Regions from separate parts of the Anser cygnoides genome. Here regions 2 and 3 are each linked to region 1. The links are chromatin contacts, called in public Hi-C maps. All regions are on one chromosome and are shown on one strand. Each heading gives the region's core, a stretch centred on a gene start, on an enhancer-like site or on the middle of the called end of the contact. The rest is flanking DNA. Distances are from core to core; before and after follow the strand shown.

What was found. Hi-C and Micro-C count contacts between places; a contact is called where the count stands out from the background.
Region 2: a contact with region 1 is called in a Hi-C map of liver, with 9 times the contacts expected there. The contact joins two enhancer-like sites. A contact is called at or near these places in 3 of 7 Hi-C or Micro-C datasets (granulosa cells and liver).
Region 3: a contact with region 1 is called in a Hi-C map of liver, with 5 times the contacts expected there. The contact joins two enhancer-like sites. A contact is called at or near these places in 2 of 7 Hi-C or Micro-C datasets (both in liver).

Annotation. Positions count from the first base shown.
Region 1 is chr3:56,565,268-56,568,785 of Taihu_goose_T2T_genome, reverse strand. All of the region lies in intron 5 of ARID1B (AT-rich interaction domain 1B), which reads right to left. Among named protein-coding and RNA genes, the nearest start is that of ARID1B, 170 kb to the right of the region's middle. Within about 2 kb of position 1,930, at least 3 of the 3 cell types and tissues checked have open chromatin away from gene starts, as enhancers often do. A contact at or near this core is called in liver, where this site is marked.
Region 2 is chr3:56,332,688-56,336,205 of Taihu_goose_T2T_genome, reverse strand. No RefSeq gene overlaps it. Among named protein-coding and RNA genes, the nearest start is that of ARID1B, 67 kb to the left of the region's middle. Within about 2 kb of position 1,880, at least 1 of the 3 cell types and tissues checked has open chromatin away from gene starts, as enhancers often do.
Region 3 is chr3:56,422,484-56,426,001 of Taihu_goose_T2T_genome, reverse strand. The region is part of intron 2 of ARID1B (AT-rich interaction domain 1B); the gene reads right to left. Among named protein-coding and RNA genes, the nearest start is that of ARID1B, 23 kb to the right of the region's middle. Within about 2 kb of position 1,666, at least 3 of the 3 cell types and tissues checked have open chromatin away from gene starts, as enhancers often do. A contact at or near this core is called in liver, where this site is marked.

The sequences.
Region 1 (3,518 bases), core at 681-3,180:
ATGTTAAACACCGCAGCTACTAATGTACTAATGATTTTTCCTGTTCTCCTCTGTGCCAGCCTGTTGTCTATGCCCAAACATACCAACATCTAGAAAAACTGCTACTGCAGATACTTCTATGTTGTTATGTTTTTAGAGAAAAACAACGAGGCCTCCCTTCTTACATCTGGGGCATCCACATACCTACTCTTCATAAAACAAAATCAAATACAAATGAATAACCTTCATTACGAGACTTCCCCCCCCCCTCCCCCCCCGGGGGGGAAGGAGGCAAAGCAGCTATTATTCCATCCGTATTTTATTTTTTATTCAGGAAAGATAGCTGTCCCTTCATCAAGAAGCTCCGTTTACACTCATGATCTCGGATCAACTTTTACCAGTGGGTGTCAGTGTAACAGTATAATGATATAATGGGGGGAGGACATGCAGAAAAACCACGAAGAAACATAGATTAAGTTTTATTTTTAAATGCTACATCGATATAAAAAACAACCAGAGAAAACATCTCCTTTCAGAGACTTTCTGTTTCACTAGTGATGTATTCTGCACAGATCCTCTAACTTCGCACACGTTTGTGTTAGCATCCCCAAAGCGATCGACTTCAGCTTTTGTTTTCTGGACCTCTGGGTGTTGTGTGTGCATACACACACGCACACACACGCGGTGAATGTGGCGGACGTAACCCTTTTCCGTCGTTTTGAGAAAGCAAGACTGTCTCTTTAATTCAGATTTCGCAGCGAACAGTTAAGAGGCTCTGCGGACCCCAACTTATTAACCTGTGCCAATTTAACTAGTATTACTCAAGAGGTTCAGAAACCTAAAAATAGGTGTTAATCTGCGCGGACTGACAGCAACTAATCAGTACCTGCCCTGTCACAAGTTCCGTCCCTCCTACTCATTACACGGAGGGGGGGGGGCAGCACACGGGGAGGTAAAAAAAAGGAGAGACCCTGGTGTTTCCTTTTTTTTAATTCGTGTGCAGCTTTTCGTGAGGGGAAAAAAAAAATAAAAAAAAAACGAGATGTTTATATGGTAGGGCTCAATGTGAAAACTTGTTTCCGTACCAGCAAGCAATGGCTTCCTGAAAGCAAGAACTGTGTGCGTGTCTACCAAGCCACTCCGTCCAAAGCGATGAGGCTCTTTATTTTCACTCGGATCGAAAACAAGCGAGCACAGTTCACATCCACCCTAGTGCTGGGTCTCGTTAGCTGCGTTGGTGTGCGATGTGAAGTTTTAAGGGCCCGAGTTTTGCTCTGCCGAGAGCTGTTGGCCTGGCTCTACCCACAGAGCCGTGGATGGGAGCAAATGGCCAGCGGGGCGCAGGCCCCATGGTGGCCTTGCTCCGGTGGGTCCAGGGTTACGGCTGCTGGGAAGGGCCCCAACCAGCCACAACTGTCCCCCAGAGACGTACTTTTGGGGGAAAAGTGGGTTTAAAATTAAGAAACTAGTCAGCCGGGCTGGCTCACGGCTGAAATGAGGGATGAGGAGCGCTCGACTGGGCTGGGTGTTTCGTGCGTAACTCGTGCTATCCGGGATGTGCCGGATTTCGTTGAAGGGAAGGAATATTTTCGCAGGAAGTACCAAAATAATGTAAAACAATGCTGTAAGGCCATTGTGAGGAGAGGGAAGTAAACAACAGCGGGTTAACGGGGGGGGGGGGGGGGGGGCGGGGGGAGGAGGGGCGCTTTGCGAGCTTCGTTTGTGCGTTACTGAAAAGACAGAGAAAAAAAAAAGGAAAAAAAGAAAAGAAAAAAAAAAAAAAAAAGAGGCGAGGCAGGGCCCGGAGCGGGCTCTCCCGCCGAAGGCTGCCGCCCGCCCGCCCGCCAAATGGCCGCGCGGTGCCGGCGCCCCAACGGCCGCCCTGCGCCCGCGCCCGCAGCTGCGCCCGCGCCCCGCCGCGCGCCAATGGCGGCCCGCGCGCCCCTCCCCCGCCGCGGCGCGACCAGACCTGTTTTTGTCTGCGGCGGCGGCGCTCCGGGCCGCGCCGCTTCCTCCCGCCCTCCTCCTCCTCCTCCTCCTCCTCCTCCTCCCCCCCCTTCCCTGCCCCCCCACCCCCCGGCCTGGTTTTTCCATCCCTTCCCAGCCACCCTCCGCTCGCGTTAATTACGCGCAGCGAGCCGCGGCCCATCCAGGCCCCAAGTTGTGCTCAGAAAGGGGGGGGGCGCGGGGCAGGGGCAAGGGGACCGCGGCGGCTGAGGGCTCGCCGCTTGGAGGCTTTCTCCGCGCTCAGCCGAAACTCCCCCTGCTGCCACCCCCAGCTCTCGGGGACCATCGGTGTCGGTGGGGCCCACACGAAACATAAAAAGAATAAAAAAATAAAAAAGGGGGGCGAGTTAGAGCAGAGGGGCTCGGCCGGCCGCCCCCGCGGCTGGGCTCCTCAAGTTTCCTCAGGAGCGGCCGGCGCTGGGCAGGGGCTGCCGTGAGGGGCTGCCCTGGGGGCTGAGGGGCTGCCTGTGCCCGGCGCGGTGCGGGCAGCGCCCCCCGCCCTGTGCAGCGCTGAGGCGGGCGTACAAAGGCACATCTGTGCGTGCCGGAGGGCCGGCCTGACGTGTTTGCTGCTCGCAGCAGCTGCGGTTTCTGAGGAAACAAGGCTGATTTTCTAGTCAGGCTGGGAGATTTTTTTTTTTTTTAATTTTTTTTTTCTCCCCCTTTCCAAGCGCCTACGTGCGGGGGAGGGGAGCGGGAGCGGCGGGGGGAGGAGAGGAGAGGAGAGGAGAGGAGAGGAGAGGCCGCGCCGCAGCGGAGCCTCGGCGGGGGAGGGGCGGCGGCGCGCGGGCTGCCGGGAACGCGCCCGCCGTGAGGCGATCGCTGCCCGGCCGGCCGCTGCCTGCCGGCGGTGGGGGTTTTGGGGGTATTTTTCTTTAAAATCAGCTTTTGTGGCCGTGCGGCTCTTCCGCGAGGGCTCAAAAATCCCTTTCGGGCCTGCCAGCTCGAAGCAAAATAATCCTAACTCCTCTAACTACACATTGGGGGGGGGGGGGGGGGGGGGGGGCGCGTGCTGACAGGGACTGGGGGAAAGCCAGGACGAGATAAAAACGCACGTGGAAAGGGCGCTGCTAAGTTGGGAAAAAAGAAAGTATTAACTGCAAAGGTTGGGAGATAAACGTCTGTGCGCTTTGTTCTGGTACTAAACGTGTCAGGCAAAACTTACGTCTCGTGTAGCTGTTTATTTTTCAAGTGTCCAAACATTTTCCTGTGCACACACCGTAACAAATTAATTTCACTGATGTTTAGCACTTGAGATCGCACTAGACAAGCAAGGAATTGATTCCCAGATATAAAAGCTAATGCTACAAATTTTCAGACTCGATTGCCTACAAGTAGATACCTATGTTCGTATTTAGTCACTGAAATAATTGGCCTAATTTTCAGAAATGATAAGCACTCGCATTTTCAATTAATTTCACTTCTCTGAAAATCAGGCCACTATGTATCTAATATGACCTAGGTTTGAAAATGCTGTCTTTCTCTGAAACAGAAAAAAACTACAACAAAAAAACAATTATTACATCCAAATA
Region 2 (3,518 bases), core at 631-3,130, 230 kb after region 1:
GCTGTTCTGCTGAATAAACTGAATACCCATGGAGCCTTTTAGATTTTCCTTTGTGAAACCCATGGCTTTTAGAAAGGTCTGTGATGGTGCCGGTGATTTTTATTGTGATAATAGTCCTAAATGTCCAGGCACAGATGAGAGTGATACATATCATACACACTACATGCTATCTGCAGAATTACTACAGCAGAAGTGTTGGGTCCATGCCTTGAGCACTTCACAATGCTGAGGTCTTCAAGATGAGTCTTTGCAGAGTTCTACTTGTTGGTTTCTATTTCTAAAATGATCTTTTTTCTAAATTTTAATTTTCATAGTAAAGCATCAGTTATAAATGTATATGCAATTATGGCATTCTACCATCTTTAGGAGGACTTCCCAGCACCTCCTCTGACAATTTTATTAAACAAAAGTATTTGTTTCATACTTTGGGAAGGGAGAAAGCTGTGCAGTTTGGTTCTAGCTACAGCAAACTTATGAAAAACCATAAAGAACTTAATGGAAAAATCCTATAGATTTAAAAGCAAAATACCATCTCTACCACCCAACTCTGTGGGATGATTCAAAGCCAAATGAGAAGAGACTAAGTAATTTACATCTCTGTATATTAGGAGCAATTTCTTAAAAGCGGAATATTGTTTTTACTGTGAAACTGACATCAGGGTTGAGTCAAAGAAACCCGTTATAGTATTTTTGGATTTAACTCTTCCTGGATCAATTGGAGGTTAAGAGTGATGGGAAGGTGGAATCAAGTGGGAAACGTGTTGCAATGCTGTATTCCTCTGTTATATCGCACGCAAGAAGGATCATCTCGCAGAACACTTCCAGTGTGGAGCGTGTGGCTCCTGAACTCTCTCCATCCTGCAGGTTAAGCGTAAGAACTGTCTTTCTAACGTTAAAGGAGGGCAGTGGACGTGGTGGATGCTCTGCCATTAGAAATGTTTAGGTCAAGAATTGCTCCGTGCAAGCTACAACTAATTAAGAAGAAATAGATGCAGGCTGAAATCTGTGCCTGTACTATATGGCAGGTGAGGTTGGATAAGATGGTTGCAGTGGTCCTTTTTGGTCCTAATGATTCAGAAAATCCTGCAAAGCGTTTGCATAGGGGACTGTCAGCATGCGTGCTTTCATTTCTTAGGGCACTGCATGAATTGTATAAAATCATAGGCTGACTTAAAAATGGTGAAAGTATTAGGCCCACATTCCACTGTTCTGATACAATGAAGGAATTAATTTTAAAAAATAATTCTGGCAAGTATTCTGGTAAGCTGAAAGGCGACTAGAAAGTGCCTTCTCTTTCAGACAGTGCAGGCAAGTCGCTAATTGCACTAAACTAACTTCACTGAAGTGCAGAGCAAGAGAGCAGATAACACAAAAATGTATTAGTTGCCTTTGTTGCAATATAAAAGACTGTGGCGAGGGATTAGGTTTTTCTGTTCAGCAGAGGAATGGCCTTAGTTTCTCTCCCCCTCCACGTCTCCCTTTCTGCTGCAGTTCAAGAACCTCGAGACACACAAAACAATTTGGCAGCGTCAGCAGCACAGTTTGACAACACTCGGGGTGGCACAGCGCTGCCCCACGGAACAGCTTCCCGACGCCCTTTGAAGATCGCAGCTTACGAGCAGGCTGTACGCTGAGAACATTTTTATGGGAACGCGCAGGCAAACAAACACAGATGGCTGCACTTGCCCTCCCCCTCCCCTTCCCCGGTGGGTAATCGGCGCTTGTATTCACGCACGTAATTATTGGGGATAATGCCGTATTACTAGGTCGGGCAAGTTTTTGTCGGGAAGGTTCACCTGGTAAGCAGCACATGGTGATGGATGAGTTTTGTGTTACTTCACTTTGCTCGGGACCGGTGCCAATCGAATCACCGCCTGGCTGGGGTACCAGGTAATCAGGCACACCCAGCCTATCTCGAGCGGTGCTTGCCCGGGCCAGTCTTGTGTGAAAACAGCTGGGACGGGTGCCATACCGAATGCATTCCCGTGAAATGGCTGGAAAAGTTCAGCTGCACTTTGAGGACGTGGTGCTACTTTTCTTGCGCTTACGGGAAAAAAAAAATAAATTAAAAAAAAATAAAAATTGAACGCCGTGAGGAAGCTTGGAGGCCGAAGTGGTGAGGATGAAAAGCAGCGGTCGCGGCGCAGCGGTTGGCTTTCAGCTGAGGCCGGGGAGGAATGTGGGACGGCTCCCACAACATCTCGCAGCCTTGGGAATCTCTTCCGTTCCAGCTCCGCGTGCTCCGCGCTGCCTGCGAGGGCACGGTCGGATGTTTGCTTGAGAAACAGCTGCGGTGGTTTAACAAGTTACTGCTTGATCAGCTATTTGTTACTGCTCCCCTCTGCCGGGGCGCAGTAACTGAATACGTGGGCTCTGCCCGGCTGTTGCAGCGCGGGGGAAAACAGGCTGGCTCCAACCCTTCGCAGGTAGGGAGGGTTGCCACATCTGAGCTGTGGGGGCAGTGATAAATGGTTAAGGGGCAGCGACTGCTTAAGCAGAGGCAGCTGCCTCCGAAACGAACGTCTGACTGTGCCATAAAAGACACTCGACACCATTAAACATCGGGCTGTCAGCAATAATTACAGAACGTGTTCGCACTGTTTAAAAAAGCAAAAACTACAGAGGGGAAGAGAAGTGACATGAACACTCAAATGTGAAGAAACTAAATAACTACACTTGGAAAAGTAAAGTGTTGTTTATGCGACTAGAGAGTGCTGGTCCAAAAAAATGCAATTTAGGAGCAAGTTTTGCCAGGGAACCTTTCATGTAGGAAGTGGGAATGATGAAGAGAAAAACTGCCTGGCCCTTTTGCTGTTTGCCCCTTTCTTTCTCTTTCCATGTGTTGAAAGATAGGCAACCTACACGGCACTTTTGTAATTCTGATTGTTTAATGTAAACAAAGTGTTGTATCAGGCGTATATAAACTCACCTGTCTGCTTCAGTGTGCATGAGATATTGCAAGGCAGGTCTTCACCAAGGACACTAAACAACGAAGTCCTTCTTTGTGTCTTGTAGTCGATGAACGAACACCTTCAGCAGAAGAGTCACACTTTAGGCAATGTGTGGCTTTTTACCTACGGTCGTCACAGATGTCTCCAAGGGCTCTCAGGCAAAATAATCAATGAAAAAGTGTGGGTTCTCAACTGGTTTATGCTAGGTGTTTGCTTTCATTGCAAAATCAGCTTCGAGTTTCTTCATCCTGGCCATTTTCCCCTGTCTGTGTGACTCTTTACATAGATGGGAAGGCGTGAATGTAAAACCATAGGCACTTGCAGTGGACACAGGAGGAGGTGTAGTGCTGCAAATGTATTCTTTTTAAGAGATTAGATTTAAAACTGCTTCTGGCTCTCCCAAGAGAGCTTCTTTTTTGATGCTCTACAGCATTATAGTTCAGATAATAGTAAAAAAAAATAATAATTCCAAAGATGTGTGTAAAATGTTATGGAAGGGCTATTCATATCCTTCAGTTTAGTGGCTTAAGTAGAAGCACTTTCTGAGGCTCGCATTCTCTCAGCCAT
Region 3 (3,518 bases), core at 417-2,916, 140 kb after region 1:
CCAACTCCTCATTCTGCCATTTCTGATACCTAAATCACAACCCTCGGCAGGAGAGCAAGGCATACAGCTAGGGAAAAAACAGTACCTTGAGGTTCTCAGGCTAGATTCATCAGAGGATGTGTCACAGCCCTGAGGCTCTCAGTAGCCAATGCTACAGCTCAACAAGGAAGAGAAAAATCCATTCATAAACCCAGAAAATTGTAAGTTAAAAAAAGCAGAACCCCACCCAGAATACCAGTTACTTCTATTTTGTCTGGCAAAGAGGTTCTCAGCTTCCTAGACAAGTAAACACCTTCACTCACTGTGCATGGCTGCCATCTGGAACCCAAAAAAAAAAATTCCCTTACCTACTTTGTACAGCTCTTACACAAACACGGGGTTAGATGGACAGAAAAGGATGTACTAAAAATAGTGTCTGTCGGGGAAGGAGCAGAGAGCAGCCTCGAATGGAAGGAGGGGAGTGCTGCAGGAAGGCTCCCTGCAGAGCCGTCCTGGAGTGGGAGGGGAAAGCACAAAGTCCTGGAAGCCAGTGAGAGACAGGAGGAGGAAAAAATATTCCACATCAGCTCCAGATTTTAAGGGGAAAAAAAACTCTTCCTAAGCCTAATAAATATTCAACTGGATTTGAATACACTTTCTCAGTTACTTGGCTTTATCAGCAGAATTAAAATTAAAGGTTAGATGTATTTAATAGCCGGGGAAAGCCCTAGCTGAGAAAGTGACATTACCGACACTGGGGAAAACAGCGTGCCCACAAAAACGTATAGCCCATCACAACTAGGTCACAAGCCAGAACTATACACCACAGTTAGCTGCAGAGTTTTTTTCCCCACTCCAAATGTTATATATAGTTCTGTATTAACACACACACACACAAAAAAAGGTATGCTGGTCATATATCCTCAGCATTTATGGCAAATTATTAATCAAGTCCCACCTGAAACAATTTGTTAAATTGATTTTAATCACTGGGCCTCTCATGTGAAGCTTTGTATAATCAGCATTTCATTTACAAAATTAATTGCCTGATTGATTCTCAAGAGGCAGTAGCTGTCATTACACTGCTGTCATAACTTTTGAGTAGGGGTGTCACAACACTGAATCCTGACAGTATGAAGAGCACTGCTATTTAAAAATTGAGGGCGGGGAGGTAGGGGGGAAACAAATACAGTGATTTCACAGAGTTGCTCTTTAGCCCGACAGAACGTTAAAACCATTTCGTATCAGTTTCAGACAGCCTCCCTGTTTTCCACTCATTGAATAATGTAGTACTCAGCTATTCAGTCGCTTTCCTGAGAAGCAGGTCCATTTAATTCAATTTTATCATAGTTGTGGTTGCATAAAATGAGTTTGTTGTTGACTATACAAAAGATTTAATCACAGGCCACTCTAAGGTTGTTTGCAGAGCAGAGTTTGACTTTCAGACGCGTGGAACTTTTTCCACATCCACAACCTTCTGGAAAGTTATTTCCAAGCAGATTTTTTTTGTTGTTGTTTTCAGTCAGACCAAAGGAAAACCACAACTTTTCTTATCGAGGACCTCCTTTAAAGCTTTTGTTTGTTTGTTTCCCCTCCCGCAGTATTTTGAAGCTCCGTGTGAGCCTCGAAGCAGAGCTCCTCCGCGCCCCACAGCTGCGGCATTCTTGGAAAAGCCCGCAGCTCCGCAGAGCCCGGCGGCCAGCGGCCGGGGCACTGAGTCATGAGACAGGGCTGCTATTCCTGGCTCAGCAGCTGACCTGCTATGCAAACACGAGCACAGCACTTCACCTTTCTGTGACTGGGTTTTCACTCTCGTAACAGCAAGTATTATATGCTCTCTTAGCAAGGAGGAAGATGGGCAGACTTTGGGGAAGGCCGATGTCAGTTATCATCCGCAGGAATCAGGATTTGGAGTCAGAAATGGTAGGCTATCGGAGAGAAAAAACTCCAGAAGTTTTTAAAAGGAGAAATCACAAATGCTCTAACCATGTGCTCTAGATTTTCAGAAAGCTACCTTCACAAGGTAAACTTATTTAGAAAAATACAACCTAAGCTTCAGCTAGACCTCTTAAAACACTATTAATGCCTCCAAGAAACAGACCTATTTCTGAGACAACTCCAAAAAGAAGCCCCTCAACTTCTCCAGTTCAGCTTTAAGCACTGGATTGCATCAAGTACTCCTGAATAAAATGAATTCAAAACATCTAGGCCATGCTCTGAGACTACAGTACTATAAAAAAAGCAAACAGCAACTCTAACTGATTTATACCTATTGGTGGCATTTGTAATGCACCTCATCAGACGCAATTCCAGGATCAGCCAGAGTCCCGATCGCAGGCGAATCTAGGGGGCATTCCAGAAAACACGGCTCCCCACCCCCAAGCTCCTGCTCTCCCCCTGACACTGCTCTCTGCCAAGTGCCCTGTCATGCCCTGCGTGCGCGCAGCACAGGTTGCTTTGGCACGAGCAGACTGATGCAATTTTCATCTCTTTTTGCAGGTCTCCGAGTTCACGATGATTAAAATCAGAAGGAAAAAAAAAACCACATGCAAAATAGATAGGCTACTGGGATAAAGAGGCATCGAAGGATAACAGAATGGACAACTCCACCAGGCAAACAAAGCAGTAAGTTGTTTTCCTTGCTCGTAGCAGTAATGTGAGATTGCAGCTAGGGGAAGTTCACAAAGTTCTGCCCCCACTGAGAAATGGTTGCCAGAGCACTATATTCCTCTGACACACCAGGAAGAGAAGATCACACAAAGGAGAAAAATCAGTTACCCTACTCACACTGTGATAGACTGGGATGTTAAAAAAGAAGTGTAGAGCACTGACTTGCTGTATTCATCAGTTTCTAGCCTCTTAGCAGGTAGCTTACTCATTAAACTAGCTTTTTCTCTCTTTAGCCTGAACTCACCCCCACCCCACCCCCATTATGGAAGAAATGGTTTTAATTAAGTAAGAAAACAGGGGAAAGCCCCTAGCCAGAGCCAATACACACAAAATTCCTAAAGGATATATTTAGGATCAGGATAATTGGAAGGCAAATTCAGATCTACAACAGAAGCCCTGTCACTTCTCCAACTGCCAAGAAACTGTTCCTCTTGTAACATATTTTCTATGTTAAAACTGTTTCCTGTAGAGACTGAAAAAAACTTGGTTGTAAATAGCACAAAATATTAATAGTTACCTGGAAACTAACTGGCTTTTTTTTATTACTGTTTTTAAGAACTTTCATGCCACAGTAGTTTTGTATCACATTGGTTGGACGTCATAAAAAACCCGCTGTCCCAGCTTGAAGCATACCAACAGCTCAGTCCAAGGGTCAAACAGACAGAGGTAACGAGTCTGGGGCTAGACACCCTTGCTGTGGAGCTGGAGCAACACATTTCCATGCAGTAGCTGCCTATGACTCTTCTGCAGTTATAAGTGACCTTCCTCATCAACACAGACACTCTCAGGACCACAAAACTAACTTTCTGCAATGGAACAAAACAAAAAAAAATTTACCAGCAGCAGGTGATTTAAAGCATTAGAAAAGG